Linked DNA regions of Zea mays: region 2 is linked to region 1. Evidence: chromatin contacts called from public Hi-C data. All regions are on one chromosome and are shown on one strand. Each heading gives the region's core, a stretch centred on a gene start, on an enhancer-like site or on the middle of the called end of the contact. The rest is flanking DNA. Distances are from core to core; before and after follow the strand shown.

What was found. A called contact is a pair of places that touch in the nucleus more often than the background predicts.
Region 2: a contact with region 1 is called in a Hi-C map of tassel, with 2.1 times the contacts expected there. The contact joins two enhancer-like sites. A contact is called at or near these places in 2 of 25 Hi-C or Micro-C datasets (ear and tassel).

Annotation. Positions count from the first base shown.
Region 1 is chr10:138,269,612-138,272,311 of Zm-B73-REFERENCE-NAM-5.0, reverse strand. No RefSeq gene overlaps it. Among protein-coding and RNA genes, the nearest start is that of LOC103641941, 24 kb to the right of the region's middle. Within about 2 kb of position 1,376, at least 11 of the 20 cell types and tissues checked have an H3K27ac peak or open chromatin away from gene starts, as enhancers often do. A contact at or near this core is called in ear and tassel, where this site is marked.
Region 2 is chr10:138,521,952-138,524,651 of Zm-B73-REFERENCE-NAM-5.0, reverse strand. No RefSeq gene overlaps it. Among protein-coding and RNA genes, the nearest start is that of LOC100383502, 14 kb to the left of the region's middle. Within about 2 kb of position 1,376, at least 17 of the 20 cell types and tissues checked have an H3K27ac peak or open chromatin away from gene starts, as enhancers often do. A contact at or near this core is called in ear and tassel, where this site is marked.

The DNA.
Region 1 (2,700 bases), core at 127-2,626:
TAGTACAGCAAGAATCAAACCACAGGTATTGTATCTGCATCACCCTTGTGGTTTTAGAGGATTCTATCCAAATCTCTTTCTCCAACTCTATATTTAGATAAACTTACAACATGTTCGTTTGGCTTTAATCTTATGATGAAGCTTTAGAGGTATGGAAACGAATGTACCTAACTTTTGTTTTCGTTTAACAGGTAAGTTTGATAGCTAATATTCTGAGTGCACCTAGAAAACTCGTCAAACTCTCTGGGCGACAAGATAATTCAATTGAACTAGTCGATTGGCAAAGCTGCATCGCGGTTGAAACGTGTCACTGGCAATGGCAATGTAGAAAATGCGGCTATGAAAGACGAAACAGAAGTAGAACCATCCTAAAAGTACTTGTAACTTTTCAGTTTTCTATTACCTGAACTTGTGTTTATGTAAATTCAACTCCCTGAACATACGAGTCTCAACTTTACACGCATACTTACAATGAATTATTTGACTAAAAACAGCTGGTCGGTAAATCCTGCAGTTCTGCTGTAAATATTTTCGTGTGAAATTGTGTTGGAAATCAAAATTGATTTAAAAAGGAATGCACGTCTCTTTTAGAACTTTTGCATGTCAACTTATTGGATACTCATTCAAATGAACTTGCAGATTGGGATTTCCTCATTGAGCGACAACGAGCATGTGGTGGAAAACTTGAACGAACATGGTTTTGTGCAAGGCTACATGCCCATTATCCAGAAAAGAGAGTGCAGCAATAGGGTCGCAGGTTCATCTGGTCAAAATTGGTGAGTTCAGGCCAAGAAGTGTTAAAATCAGGCGTGGACATTTTTTCTTTGACTTAAATCCACGAAAAAAGGGATGCATGATGGTATGTTTAACTAACCGTAGCAAAGAAACGAATCGCATTACTATTAGTGTGACTTTATTTAAAAAATTTAGGTGGTGTTTAAATACAATAGAGCTAATAGTTAGTGGCTAAATTTAGTTGAGACATCCAAACACCCTAGCTAATAGTTCACCTATTAGCTATTTTTAGTAAATTAGTGAATACTCCGTAGTTAGGTAGCTATTTGTTAACTAGTTAATTCCACTAACTAATTTTAGCTAACTAACTATTAATTCTGGTGTATTCAAATACCTCTTAGCCGTTGTGTTGAAGTTGTAGTTTTGTGATAAGCATAGGAATCGGAGGACTTGTATGGAGTATGGACTAGCTTGATGCATTCAAATGTACTTTCTACTTGCAGCTGCAGCTAGACGCTTCAACAAATTCTGCAGCTGCAATGCAACCGGAGTATTTGTTTGCTGACCCTAGACGCTTCGTGATTCCGGATTTCTCTCGCTTGCAGCTGCAGCTTCCTCTTGTGTTGTGTCTTATGTGGTGCCCTATTTGGGCCGAAATGAGTTTGTGGGCCGGGTGCAGAGCCAGTAGGAGGGTGCTAGATATTCTCATTGACCTGGACACTTTGGACTTGCAATTGAGAGGACAAAAATTGTCAAATTGTTCTTATTAGGGCATATAAGTTTCGTTTACATCATCATACGTATCGAAACTGACTTGTTATTTTTTCCATGAAATGAAATATCCAGCTATACCATTGAGGTTTCTGAAAACCTAAGACAAATCAGGAGGTTACTTGAGTCACGAAAGGTGTGCCCTCACAACCCTGATACCATGAACATGAAGTGAAGTGAAATAAAAAGATACAGATATTACATAGAATGAATCCCTACATAGAAATTCTGTTTGTAAGCTACATGAATGTTAAACAATTCAAGGTGCGCTGACTTGTTGGGCTTCTATAGACTTCATACACCAGCCTCTCTTTCCTCTCGTCTCCGCTATTCCGAGGCTTGTTTTACACCCTGTACTAAAACGCCAGGCGTTCGTTTCCAATCAATGGCAACTCGTGAATCTCATGCCATTAATTATTCGATGAGAAATACTAGTAATCACTACTATGAAGGAGACAGCCAAAAAAAAATCACACATCGTCACGAATATAACAAACAAACAAAAAAACTGCTCTCCATGATGTAGGATCACGGCCACCAGAGGCGCAGCTCCAGGTCGACGTCCTTGTCTCCCTCGACCTCGTCGTCGATGACGTGGCACCGGTCGTGCGCGGGCGCCAGCGCCAGCGGCCCGGCCGAGAGCAGCACGTCGCCGCTGGGAATGAGGACCGCGCCGGCGGCACTGGAGTTCAGTATCGGGTACAACACCGCGTACTTCGCAGCGTGGGGCGTCTCGTCCGTGGCCGGCGACGACGCCGCGCCTCCGAGCTGCGCCGCGGCGCTGCCATGCTGGTGTCCGCCGCGCATCTTGGCTCGGTCCCGGCGGTGCACGTTCATGTGCCCACCCAAGGCCTGCGCGGACTTGAACTCGCGGCGGCAGAACGCGCACGTGTACGAGCGCGGCGGCCACGCCCCGCCGAGGCCGTCGCCGTCGTCGTCGTCGTCCGCGACGTCGTCGGGCACGTGGCGGCCGATAGCTGCCGCCGTCGCTGGCCAGCCCCACATCACGGCGGGCTTCATCCGGTGCTGCTGCAGCTGCTGTTGCTTCAGGAACTGGTGCAACGTGATGTGCTTGACGTGTGCATGCTCTGTGCTGCTAGTAGTAGGCGCCATTGATGGAACTATAGTTCTCGGTGTGACGACGTTGATGCTCTCTCGTTCACACGACGACGAGACATGCGGGAGGTTTCGTTG
Region 2 (2,700 bases), core at 127-2,626, 250 kb before region 1:
TTGTGGTGTAAGATAGAAAATGATAGCACCTCAACCTCATCCATTCTCGTTATTCCAGATGAACAATGAGACATATATCTTGAAGAATATGCTTGAGTAATGAGGGATAACGACTTTGACAGATGTCATCGTCAGGGGGAGCGAATGCTTATATTGATCACAACCGTGAGACAATAAATGTCATATTCTATGCCCTGAAGGCGTGAGCTTGATGATCAATATGTGAACCTTTATGGAACTTTCTATCAAATATATAGATCTAGTCGATCGAACACCATCAGTCAAAGTGGCTTATTTATATTGATACGTGCACTTGCCTCGTATATCCTAGAAGTGAGTAGAGGTAAAGTTCCTGAAATAGTCCTTGCAAGGATATGCAATCCGTTTGCTAAATCTTTATGTGCATATACTTCTAGAAGAAGATGTTTTGCCTTATTGATACAGTTTTGCAAGGATCAGGGGAGCACATTTCTAAAGTTAGCCCTTGTAGAAGATTCGATAGAATCTAGATCCCAAAGGATCGAAATCTGTCCCGGTGACAGTTGTTGTACTCTTTTTCCCTTGGTGAGTTTTCTTGAAGTTTCTCACATGAGGTTTTTAACGAGGCAACAAAGTGCAAATGCAATTTGTATCACCATGCACTCTTTCTCCACATTTTTCCCACTGGGTTTTTCGGAGTTTTAACGAGGCATGTGTTGGTCGCGGTATTCGCCCAAGGGAGAGTGTTAAGTAACCCTAGTTAGGGTTATGTGGGCAAATAACTGCTTTGTCCCTGAGGGGTCTCACATCCCTATATAAGGAACTTGTACACCTCCTCATAATACAGAGATCAGAAAGAGGCCAGAGGCCCAACCCTATATCCAGTGTCTTGTGTGTTTCATCTGTCGTGCTTATGAGAAGGGAGACGAGCTCTCTACATCTTCTTGCGCCTCTACTGCTGACAGAAGGGAAGGGAGCGGATCTGGTGATCCGTGGTAACGTAGTTCTTAATAGCTTTGACTTTCATCCTGACTCCTACTCTCCTAGAAATGTAGACCAAAAAACACGACCTGTAGTTCTGAGGGCCTGGAAAGAAGCAGCAGTGCTTGCACATTTCAGTTACCGGGCGCCAGGTCGAAGGCATTGAACAATCAACATGGAAACATGGCTTTATGAAAAAAAAACATGTCCCGTGTGGCCGTGTGCAGTTCCAATGGCTTTATGAAAAAAAAAGAAAAGGCACTGAGGTTATGTAGGTCTCGGTGCAGTTCCAATGGGCAGAAATGGGACTTACATGCAGATCTGCTATTAGGATTAGGATATTTACAATTGATCTGAGCACTAATGGGCTTCAATTGGTGTATTCGGATTACATTTGCAGGCCGGGCTTGTCGGCTCTATTATTTTGGGCTAGTGCAGAAGCTGCAGCGGCCCACGACCATGGGCATATTCACCAACCACCATAAGCTATTAGATGATTGCTGTTGAGTCTACCACTTGAGTCGCCACGTGTAGCGGCGTTCCTTTTTTTTAAAACATCTACTACTCCCTTTCCGTGAAAGTGAAAGGAAAAGTACTCATCTTAGCCGCTTAGTGCGGCCTTTCAGCGACACGAAAAGTAGCAATTCTGGCCGTGCTCAGCAGATTTAAATATTCAAAAAGTTCCACCGGTGTACTATTATATAGGTTTGACCTCCTCATTTCTGCTTATTAGAACTAGTTTGAAAACACCGTTTTCTAATTTTTTAAGAGAAAATAAATTAATTTTCTTTAGAAAAATAAAAACCCCTTAGAAAAAAGGATCCCAAACTAGCCCTTAGCTCTTTTATTTCCCCCCTCCGTATGCTGTGTGTGTTTTTTTTCGGTCGATGCTAATTTTGTGTTTGGCTTCAGGTACAGGCTACAGCAGATCTGAGACTATGCGCAACACATCCCCCTCCCCTTGCATGGGGGCTGTAGGGGGCACTCCACGGCCGCAGCGGTGCCCCTACAGCGCCCCCTACGTGCCGGCCCCCTTCTCTCTCGCCCCAGATCTAGTGTGTCACTGTTCATCACCCTAAACACTGTACCGTGGGTCCACGAGTAATTGTTAGTAGATAAAAAATTGATAGTTGATATAGAAAATTATATTTTATAGTTGTAGTGGGGGTATAAGGGGAGTATTTAGGGGGAACCGCTGCGGGAGATGAAAAAATAGGGAGAAAAATAGGGGGAAAAGTGATATAGGGGGAAAAATTTAGGGGTAACGGTTACAGATAGCCTGATCACCAAGACGCAGGGCCCTACACTGTTGGGGACTTGTTCTCAGATGCTATGAATCAAGAACAAGACAACATAAAATATTAAATGTCAAAGCCCTTCGTCCTTCGGGTCATTATTTCCCTTCGGATATAATGAATCTAGGACAAAGGTTATGAAAGCCATGCCTTCACGACCATGATGAGAAGTAAAGAACATTCATACAAAATACAGAAAGTAATATGATCTTTTATAAACATTATTATTGATATATTTCCATTTAACTTATTATTACAGACAATGTTAAATTACAAATGTACCTTCGGCTTGAAGGAGTGAAAATACAAATGTGACGCCAAAAGTGAATGCCAAGTCAGCGTGAACAGTACGGGAGCACTGTTCATCTATTTATAGGTATGGGACGTAGCCCATGTAAGATTACATTAATGCCCTTTACATTTATCAATAACTCTATAGTAATTC